Linked DNA regions of Muntiacus reevesi: regions 1 and 3 are each linked to region 2. Evidence: chromatin contacts called from public Hi-C data. All regions are on one chromosome and are shown on one strand. Each heading gives the region's core, a stretch centred on a gene start, on an enhancer-like site or on the middle of the called end of the contact. The rest is flanking DNA. Distances are from core to core; before and after follow the strand shown. Region 1 holds the start of UBE2B (ubiquitin conjugating enzyme E2 B). Region 2 holds the start of SEC24A (SEC24 homolog A, COPII coat complex component). Region 3 holds the start of TXNDC15 (thioredoxin domain containing 15).

What was found. Hi-C and Micro-C count contacts between places; a contact is called where the count stands out from the background.
Region 1: a contact with region 2 is called in a Hi-C map of muscle, with 3 times the contacts expected there. The contact joins the promoter of UBE2B here to the promoter of SEC24A in region 2. A contact is called at or near these places in 2 of 3 Hi-C or Micro-C datasets (blood and muscle).
Region 3: a Hi-C map of muscle shows a contact between it and region 2, with 2.4 times the contacts expected there. The contact joins the promoter of TXNDC15 here to the promoter of SEC24A in region 2. A contact is called at or near these places in 2 of 3 Hi-C or Micro-C datasets (blood and muscle).

Annotation. Positions count from the first base shown.
Region 1 is chr1:223,998,754-224,002,033 of mMunRee1.1, forward strand. It overlaps UBE2B (ubiquitin conjugating enzyme E2 B), which reads left to right and starts at 1,541. Exons shown (of 6, transcript XM_065918555.1): 1 at 1,541-1,561. It overlaps CDKL3 (cyclin dependent kinase like 3), which reads right to left and starts at 777. Exons shown (of 12, transcript XM_065918559.1): 1 at 613-777. The coding sequence starts at 777.
Region 2 is chr1:224,227,784-224,230,867 of mMunRee1.1, forward strand. SEC24A (SEC24 homolog A, COPII coat complex component) reads left to right here and starts at 1,375. Exons shown (of 22, transcript XM_065918571.1): 1 at 1,375-1,916. The coding sequence starts at 1,820. LOC136156122 (a long non-coding RNA gene) reads left to right here. Exons shown (of 3, transcript XR_010660907.1): 2 at 1-85; 3 at 1,024-1,208.
Region 3 is chr1:224,404,665-224,407,884 of mMunRee1.1, forward strand. TXNDC15 (thioredoxin domain containing 15) reads left to right here and starts at 1,441. Exons shown (of 5, transcript XM_065918578.1): 1 at 1,441-1,600. The coding sequence starts at 1,534.

The DNA.
Region 1 (3,280 bases), core at 291-2,790, 230 kb before region 2:
TTACTTCTCTCATCTCACTTCTTTCCACTTCTGTATAAGAAACTCTACAGGCAAATGCTCTTTGTCCACTCTGCTCTGCTCTTGGTTCTTTGTCTTGCTTTAGGCTCTCGAGCTTATGCTGTTTATGTTTCCTAAATCCTACATACCCTTTAAAGCCCAATTCAAGTTCCACCTCCTCCAAGAAATCTTCCCTATCCAGTAGGACTTTGTGTTAATCACTGGCTTTTACTGTGAGTTACTTAAAATTCACTGTTATTTTAATATGTCCTCTTGTCTTTCTGATTAAATAATAAAAGTTCTGAAGAGCAGGTACTGTCTCTCACCTCATTATAGTCACAACATCTGGCACAAACACAGACATTTTTATTAAGTGTTATAAAACTAAATAATTGAATAATTATTTCACATTTGGCAGTTTTTGTTACATTATACACAAGCACATTTATCTACTACCACTGTAAAATTACAAAATGTACACAATAAGGTAAGCTATCACACTTGTTTTTCTATTCCAAATACCTATGTTAACTGAAATATTCATTATATAAGTTTTTATTTTATAACAATCTCTTTTTTGACTTACAGAGAGCAATTAAGGTAAAAGAAGCAAACCTTTAGAAACTTTATTTCCCTCATTGCAATTTTGTTGACAGACTTTTCTGGTTTCTGATAAAATATCTTAATGGCCACTGTCTGCCCAGTATCCTTATGTTTACACTTCATGACTGTTCCATAACTTCCCTCTCCCACTTTTCCAAGGGTTTCATACATCTCCATTTTGAAGCCCGGTTTTTTCTTTATGGAAAGAAAGGGGGGGGGGGGGAGGGAGAAGATTAAACATTCATACCTTTATTCAACGTGGATAGTGCAATATCACAATAAACTAATACTTTAAATTACGGGAAAAGGAAAACTAGGATTCTTTTCCAAGAGTCGTGTTTGTCTCTGGGAACTCTGCCAGCTCGGTAGCAGGGCGTCTTTATGTGGCTTCGGCCACCACCAGAACTTGGGGGAACTTGCTACTGTTTCCATCATTCCCACCAAGCTTTAAGATGCTCTCACTACATGTCACCTATTCATCATGGGTAGGGTTCCCACACGTCTCGTCAAGCCCCATCAAATATAAGTTTTCCGCAAAGCTGCAGTCACCAACAGATCAGGCCCCGGGACCCAAGAAAACCTCGGTCCCGCCCGCTCCTCAAACCAGGAGTCTTAGAGTCCCAGACCAGTGCCGCGCCTCTTTCCCCACCGTCGACCTCGTCCGGGCAGCCGCCGCTGCCTCAGCCCATTCTGTGATCCTGCAGCCTGGCTCAGTGCAGTCACAGCGACTCCCACCCTACCTAGCCTGCTAGCTCCCGGCTGCCTACTACCATAGCAACGGGGCAGCAGGTCACTGGCTTAGGGTCTACTGCGCAAGACCGGAAAACCGGCCAGGCCCGACCCGGAAGGGAAAATGGAAACGCGTGGACAAGAGTTCCTGTGGGGGTTAACTGGAAGCTTCCCTGCGGGTGGAGGTCGGTAATACGAGCAGCTGTCGGTCAAACTGGGGCCACTACATAAGGTTGGTTCTGAGCCGCGACAGGGGAGGATCATACTTTGGCAAAAGCTCGAGAAACTGCAAATCCTCTAGGGAAGGGGAACCGGGGTGGAAGTTTATCCGACCTGCATCTTAGACGCTCGCAGGCCCGAGAACACTTGCTTCTTGTGCTGGTTCCTAAAAGGATGCTTGGTGTCACAGGTAGAGACTTCTTGTAAAACGAGACTTCCAAGGAAGTCTTGTAAAATTATAGTTTTCTAAGTTACCTAATTATCTTAATGTTACATAATCTGTGTTTAACCTCAGCTGTCGACGTTCATCCTTAAAACAGGGATAAGACGATTCATAAGAACATTTCTTGAACACCTCTTACATGCCAAAAAATTTTTTCCCTGAAGTCATAGTAATTCTCTTTTAAAAAAATTCCCTTTCTACACTTCAAAACTCGTAAAAGGCCCTCTTTGGAAAAGCAAATAATTCAAAGGGCTCCACCACAAAATAGAGTGACATACAAGGCACCCCAAATCTTAATCGTCTAAGAACTAGACATGGGGTTCGGATTGAGTGACAGCCTCCAATGAATAAAAAGAATATCACTGGAAATGCCCAGGCAGTGCTGTTTTCGTTACGGCTTTCATTTTCCTGCTAAAAAAAAAAGTTAAGCGTAAGAGGCCAAATCTCACTTTGCTTCTGAATAAGAGAAAGCATTATTATTATCCAATAAATTCTAGTCCAGTTGGTCTTACCCCAACATGCACATTAAAATCACACCTAGAAAAAAATAAAAAATAAAATCACACCTAGAGAGTTTGTTAAAAGGCCCCAACCCCAGAGATCCTGATTTAAATGAGTTAGGGTAAAGAAATTGGTATTTTAAAACATTCCTAAGTGTTTCTATGCTGCGACAGCTTTTATTGAGAGACGGAGGGGAAAGAGAGGTAGTTATGGTTTTTGCTTATCACCATAAAAATATTCAAAATTGTCTTTCCTTTTGAAAAGTTTTTCAACTATGTTATATTTTCTATGAGTATCACAGTAAATCTTATACTGGACCCAGACTTGTAAAGCACATTTATTAAATATTTGTTGTTGACTTATAATGTTGCCAAGGATCAAAGCATGAATCAGAGTCCCTGCTCTCAGTGAGCTCACAATCTAGAGCAACTGAGTCTACCCTGTAAAATTATAGCCTTAAATCTATCCTTTCTACAACTAGGTTATGACAGGGTTGGTAACCAGGACAACGTATGATTCTTGCTTATACAATAAAGCTCTCGGACTTTAATGAAACTTACTTGATTTGATCAAAAGCATTACTTCATTCTGGAAAACCATGAACTGTAGATTTCCAAAACAATTATAATTGCTAAACAAATGACATGACAGATTTTTTTTTTTTTTTTAATTCTCTTTAGCATTTCACTGTAGGGTAACCCTAACAGTATGTCTCCATCCTTAGCTATAGGAAAGTTAAGAATTGCTATGTTACTGCTGCTAAGTCACGTCAGTCGTGTCCAACTCTGTGCGACCCCATAGACAGCAGCCCACCAGGCTCCCCTGTCCCTGGGATTCTCCAGGGAAGAATAATGGAGTGGGTTGCTATTTCCTTCTCCAGTGCATGAAAGTGAAAAGTGAAAGTGAAGTCGCTCAGTCATGTCTGACTCTTAGCGACCCCATGAACTGTAGTCTACCAGGCTCCTCTGTCCATGGGATTCTCCAGGCAAGAGTACTGGAGTGGGGTGC
Region 2 (3,084 bases), core at 125-2,624:
GTTTTTTTGCTGAACAGAGATATTGCTTAAACAGAACAAAGTCCAAAGAAAACTTGATTTAACCAAATCCAACTCGGATGCCAAGGTTAGTAAACCAAGATCATTAAAATGTTGCATAAAAAATTAAACTAATGCAAGTTTGAGTCCAGGCCTAAGGATTTGCTCTTTTTTTTTTTTTTTGGATTTGCTCTTTTGAAGAGTAACACTGATTTTTCTAAGCTCAGGGAGGTTGAGTTTCTGAGGTCTATTTTCTCAGAAAATAGACTTGTGTTTATGTATCTTAAAACCATTGAGAGGCTTGTGATTGTGTATCTTTTCAAGTGGTCTTGGGACATATGCTTTGGGATTTTTGTTATGGGGCCCTAAGCTAAAAACATTTTGACCAAAAGTATCATCTTCATTCTAAAGACTTTGTACCTGTATCTTGTACAAAGGAATTGAGTTTTTCAATTTCATGCACAGCAAACACATTTTTACACATATGAGGCAAATGTTAAAAAAAAGATAAAAATTAACAGGTAGTTATTTGAATTCTTACTGTTTTCAGGCCTCTCACAGCAGTTTAGTTCTTACTTTTTGTATGTAATATAACATTTCATAGTAGGCATTTGATATTAAATGAGTTAAGATGTATTTCACCTTTCACAGATTTTGAAACCCTTGGCAAGACATTTTAGTCAACGACACAAGTCTATAGTTGAAAGGAGGGCTTTATCATCAGCTCAGGACAGGAAAAACCTAAGTATAAGGAAGGTGGCTAATATGATCACTGATGTCATTAACTATGTTGTCTAATCATTCCAGTTTCTACCTCCCCTTAGTCTCAAAAGTAAAAAAAAAAAAAAAAGTCTACTTGCAAGAAAAAAAGTCACCTTGCCTAGAAAGGAAGTTTGAATGTTGTACTTTACTGTAAACTCTTAGAAGAGGAAATAAAATTGCCATTTAAATATGTTAATGAACTCTGGCATGACTTGCTATATGAATCAGCGAGTTTCAAAATTAAAATTACTTTTGAATCTTCAGGTCAAAAAGCAAAGGCCTCCTCTTCGATTTGATTACTTTGAACACCTATACCTAATTAACCTTTAAAAAAAATCCCTTATAAATTACACCTGGAATATGATGAAATGTGAAATGAAATACCGTGATGAACATTAATCGGTTCAACAGAGGACAATGAAGTCTGTCCTCTCAGGTAATCTTCACAAAAACTGGAGAACTGTCAGTCCCACCCCTCGAAAGCTGCCACTGAAACCCTGACTGTCCTCAGATCCCGGCCTTGCCGCGTTCACGACGGCGGGGATTTCCGTGTCGGTGACACACGCCACTTCCGGCCGACAGTGAGAGTCAGTGACGTGGCAGGAGAGGCCGAGCACGGTCCTTCGGGCCGGGACACCCGGAGCTGTCAGGTGGCTCAGGGCAGCCCCGCCGGGAGAGAAGAGCTCACCGACTGAGGCTGCCGCTGCGAGGCCGGAGCCGGAAGTGCCACGTGTCCCGATTGCGCCTGCGCGCCCAGCGGCTGACAGGCAGTTCCGGTCGGGGCCTCCCTTAGTCTGTCTCCGCTTGGCTGCTGCTTTACAACCCGGCGTTCGCGGCCCCAGCGGCCCGACACCCAAGCCTCGGCACCCAGGCCAAGCTCTGACCGCCGGCGGACTGGGGAGAATGCGGCGCCATGCGTAGGGCTCCCTGCGCCGCCCTCTCTCAATCCGGCTTTCAGTCCTAAGTCGTTAGCCCCATCTCTGGCTTCCAGCCGTCGTTTTTCAACTCTTGGCTTGGGGCTGTCGCAGACCCCGACCAGACCCCTATAAACGTCGTCGTCATGTCCCAGCCCGGGATACCCGCCTCTGGCGGCGCCTCCACCGGCCTCCAGGCCCAGAATGGGGCCGCCTCGGCGTCGGGGTCTCCCTACACCAACGGTAAGTACCTCTGGGTGTTAAGAGTTGGGGAAGGCGAAGTTTGGGCCCCGGCCCGAGTTGACCTTTGGTTGTTGCCTCCGTCTGAGGGGACATCAGGCGAGAGTGACTTCCCTGCCAGGGTCAGGAGCGCCTGGAGCTGGGAGGCTGAGCCACAGGGACCGCGACTTGCTTAGTGTTTCATATTTATTTATTTATTCTTTCGTTCAGCATACAGTTGCTGAGCACTTGCTGTATAAAACGCCCTGGGTATACATGGGTGAAAAACACAGACGCCGTCATTAACTCACAACTCGCATGCAAGGCTCTTGGCATCTGTTTATGTGCCCTTTCTCTCCGCGCCACCTCACCTTCGTCTTCTGGAGAGCACGGTTTGGGGTCTGATTAATTTCGGTCCGGTCAGGCCTGCATTAAAGTACTCAGTGTGAACCTGCGGAGATGAATGGAGGATTATGCTTTGCCTCTTTAGGACCTGCTCCTCTCTCCCTGAACCTTCCCCGAATTGTACCTAGGCCACCTGTTCAGTTTTTCAGCTTTAGAAGGGGAGGATCTCCTGTTTGATTTCCAGAGGTCGTTACATCACTTGGAAAGTGATTGGACACAAATTCTCTGGACCTCTGACCAGAGTGTACATGTGGCACTATAATTTGTCATTCGGTGTGAGGATGTCTTCTAATTTTATACTCTTTCTAGGATTCTTTAAATTGTCCTATGTTGTGATTTGCTAAGTTCTTTATAATCATAAAGAACTTATAATAAAGACAGATGTTCTCCCAACATCTGTTGGGAGATGGGTTACCAGTTTACTTATAAATCTTTAGTTCTTGGAAACAAAACTAGTAGAATAATATTAAAATGCTTCAGTTTCCCATTGAAATCTAAGATTTCTGTGGAGTTCGAGAAAATAACCACTGACTAAAATAGCTAATTTACATTGTTTTTAGAGACTACTGGTTTCTTTACAAAGAAGGCTCCAAAAGACTTTTAAAAATGTCTATGAGTAGGCAAGTATGTAGGCAGTAGCAAGAATAAGTGAGAGTAAGCACTGAAATGGTATTAAGTTGAATCAGTTGTTTTTTCCCAAACTTATGGTAACAGATTATGTAAACTATTTTTTATTCTAGGCTAGTTAGTTGCATTTTCACTGAGGATGAAATGACTTTAAGACATT
Region 3 (3,220 bases), core at 191-2,690, 180 kb after region 2:
TTCCAAACCCCGCCTTCTCTCCCTTACACTACACAAAACACTGTGAGTGCAGGTGTGTAGCTGTGAGTTACAATTTCTCCTTTCTTTTAAAAATATTTGTTTGGCTGCATCGGGTCTTAGTTGTGGCATGTGTGATGTAGTTCCCTGACCAGGGATCCCTGCATTGGGAGCCTGGAGTTTTAGCCACTGGACCACAAGGGATGTCCCAACAATTCCAAATATTATCAGTCTCTTGTGTAAACCCCCAGGATGTATGGTGTTGGTGCATAGAGTTCAGCCAAAGAAAGTGATGTCAAACTTTTTTACCTCGTAGGAAATGAAAGTAAAACCTGTTTTAAACCTCAATGTTTTAACCTCTCACTGAAAATAAGTGCATGTGCCACCTGGCGGTGAGACAGTCAAATATACATTCTGTCCTGCTGGCTGTATATATGGAATTGTCATCACAGATAGCATTTACCGTAAAACAAGTCTAACATCTGGAAGTGCATGTGTCCAAACAAACAGCCAAAACACAAACACAGAGAGGGGAATAGGACATAATAAAGAGGAAAAAGTGTGTGGATGAGCCAAATCAGCCTCCTTTTCATTAATCCTAAATTCTTCTAATCCTCTGTCCCATTGGCTTTTCATGCACCTTCAAATCCAGTAAGGAGGGTGTGTTGTTGTTAGTTGCTAAGTCTATCCTACTCTTTGCCACCCCATGACTATAGCCCTCCTGGCTCCTCTGTTCATAGGCATTCCCAGTCAAGAATACTGGAGTGGGTTGCCATTCCCTTCTCCAGGGGATCTCCCTGAAGCAGGGATGGAACTGGAGTCTCCTGCATTGGCAGGTGGATTCTTTACCCCTGAGCCACCAGGGAAGCCCAAGGTTACAGGAGACAAGAAATTAACGAAAATCTTTGCTACTACACTGTTGGGTGTAAGGTTGTTATTCCAAATGATGACCGCAGTGATCTAGTTTACAAATGTGGGCTCTTCCACCCCTGTTGTCCATTGTCCCAGCACCTTCTGGACCCACTAGAAAATTTACTGTAGCAAAACTAGGGCAGCCTAGCAATGGTCGGTCTCTTAACAGTGAAAAAACTCATTCGTTGTTTATGTGAAATTTTTAAATAGACATCCTGTGTTTTATGTGGCAACCTGGGAAGTGTAGCTGGAGATCTGAACTTCCATGAGCGCTCCAACAGGAGACTTCTGGGCCTTTCTGGCCCGAGAAGGAAGTGCTAGGCAGGGGCGCAGGGTGTGCTGCCAGCCGCCAGGCCGCACCAGGGTCAGGCAATATAGAAAACAGCCCGGAGCCCCACGGCGCAAGCCAGAGCCCAGGAGCCAGAGCTGGCCGCCCGACTCCAAGATGGCGCCCTCGGCCGCTGCCAGCTGCCAAGATGGCGGCGCGGGGCCGCGCCCGCGCTCCCGGCCTCTCCTCCCCCAGCCTTCCTCCCCCAGCCTTCCTCCGCCGCGGAGCGCGACTCGCGTCGCTGTGCGCCTGTTGCCCTTCGGCCTGGGAGTACCGGCCGGTGCCCGCCGCGCACCATGCGGCTCCTAGGCTGGTGGCAGGTTCTGCTGTGGGTGCTGGGGTCTCCTGCCCGCGCCGAGGAGAGTGAGTACAGGCCGGGGCCGTGGGCGGCGGCGCGGGAGGCTGTGCGTGAAATGACCGGCAAGGTGGTCTACCTGGGCGACGCTCTTTCGTCTGCGCGAAGGCCCGGATCTGCGCGCCTCGCCTCTTCCTGGCGCCCTCTAGAGCGCCTCTCTCTACGTCGTCCCGACCTCTTTCCCCCGGTGGTCCCGGCTCGCGGTCCGGGGTGGGAGGCGCTGGGGCGGGATGCCCCGAGCGTGTATTAGCGCTTACTGAGGCGTACCCGCATGCGCTGAGCACTTTATTATTAATGACAGTCATAACGAGTAGCCGACCTGGACCGTGGCGCAGAGTCGGACACGGCTTAGCGACTGATCAACAACAACCGTGCCCTCAGTAGGAGCCAGGAACTGTGCATAGTACTTTCTGTCACGTTCTCCTTGTCTTCCCACCGAGATATGTTCTGAGTATCCCTGTTTTGCTGATGAAGATGCTGAGCTCAGAGAGGCGACGTAATCTGCCTACATTTGTGCTTCTGGTAATTGGCAGAGCCTGTATCTCTCACTGCAAAGCCCACGATTTACTTTGCACCCTGCTGGACCACTTTCTTAAGAAGGTCATTCTTGCTCAGGTGCCTGTGTGAAGGATAGATGGCAACAGCACAGCAGACACCCCGGGTGACCCGCTGCTTGCCAGATTTTGCTCTTAGGCCCTCCTCCGTGGGGGAAGGCAGCCACCTGGAGGCATGGCTGGGACTTCGTCTCATTGCTCTTTCTCCCCACTCCTCACAGCTCTGTTAAAGTCCAGACCTTTTGAACTTGCTTGTTATTCAGAATTTACCAGAAATACGCGGGCTTCCCAGGTAGCGCTAGTGTTAAAGAACATGCCTGTCAATGCAGGAGACAGAAGAGATGCAGGTTTGATCCCTGGGTGGGGAAGATCCCCTGGAGGAGGGCATGGCAATCTACTCCAGTATTCTTGCCTGGAGAACCCCATGGACAGAGGAGCCTGGCGGGCTACAGCCCATGGGGTCGCAAAGAGTAGGACACGACTGAAGCGACTTAGTGCGCATGCATCAGAAGTATGCAGGGCCTTCCTTTTGCAACAGTGTCCTGGAAAGAGGCAAGGCAGCCGGCTTGCTGAGTGATGAAAAGTAATGAAAACACTCATTGTATGCCAGGCAGTATCCTTAGCGCTTTTTGAGCATCATTTGTTATTTTTATTCAAAAGAACTTGTTTCCCTATCACAAAAATTGTATAACCATACCACCAACAGCTGCAGAGTCCGTAGGGTTACATCAATGGTGGAGAGTTCACTGGGTATTTCCAATGTCCTTAAGGTCATAAAGGAGAAAAAAAGGAAAAGAAAAAATACTCAAATCCAAAACCCATGATGACTTTGGGGAGAGACGTCACATGACAGTTTCTGTTTTCTCTTATTCTGACTCAAAGTTCTAACTCTTTGCATCACTCAGACTTCCTTTTGATTTTCTGTAAGGGAAATTTATCTAGTTGTATATGAAGGCGATCAGGAGCACCAGATTCTTTTTTGTGCCCTGATTTTTATCTCTGGAGATTCTTTCAGGATGTTGGCTCTCCATTTGCTTTAGGGGGCCTGGAATGTTGGTTAGGTTCACAGAGAGC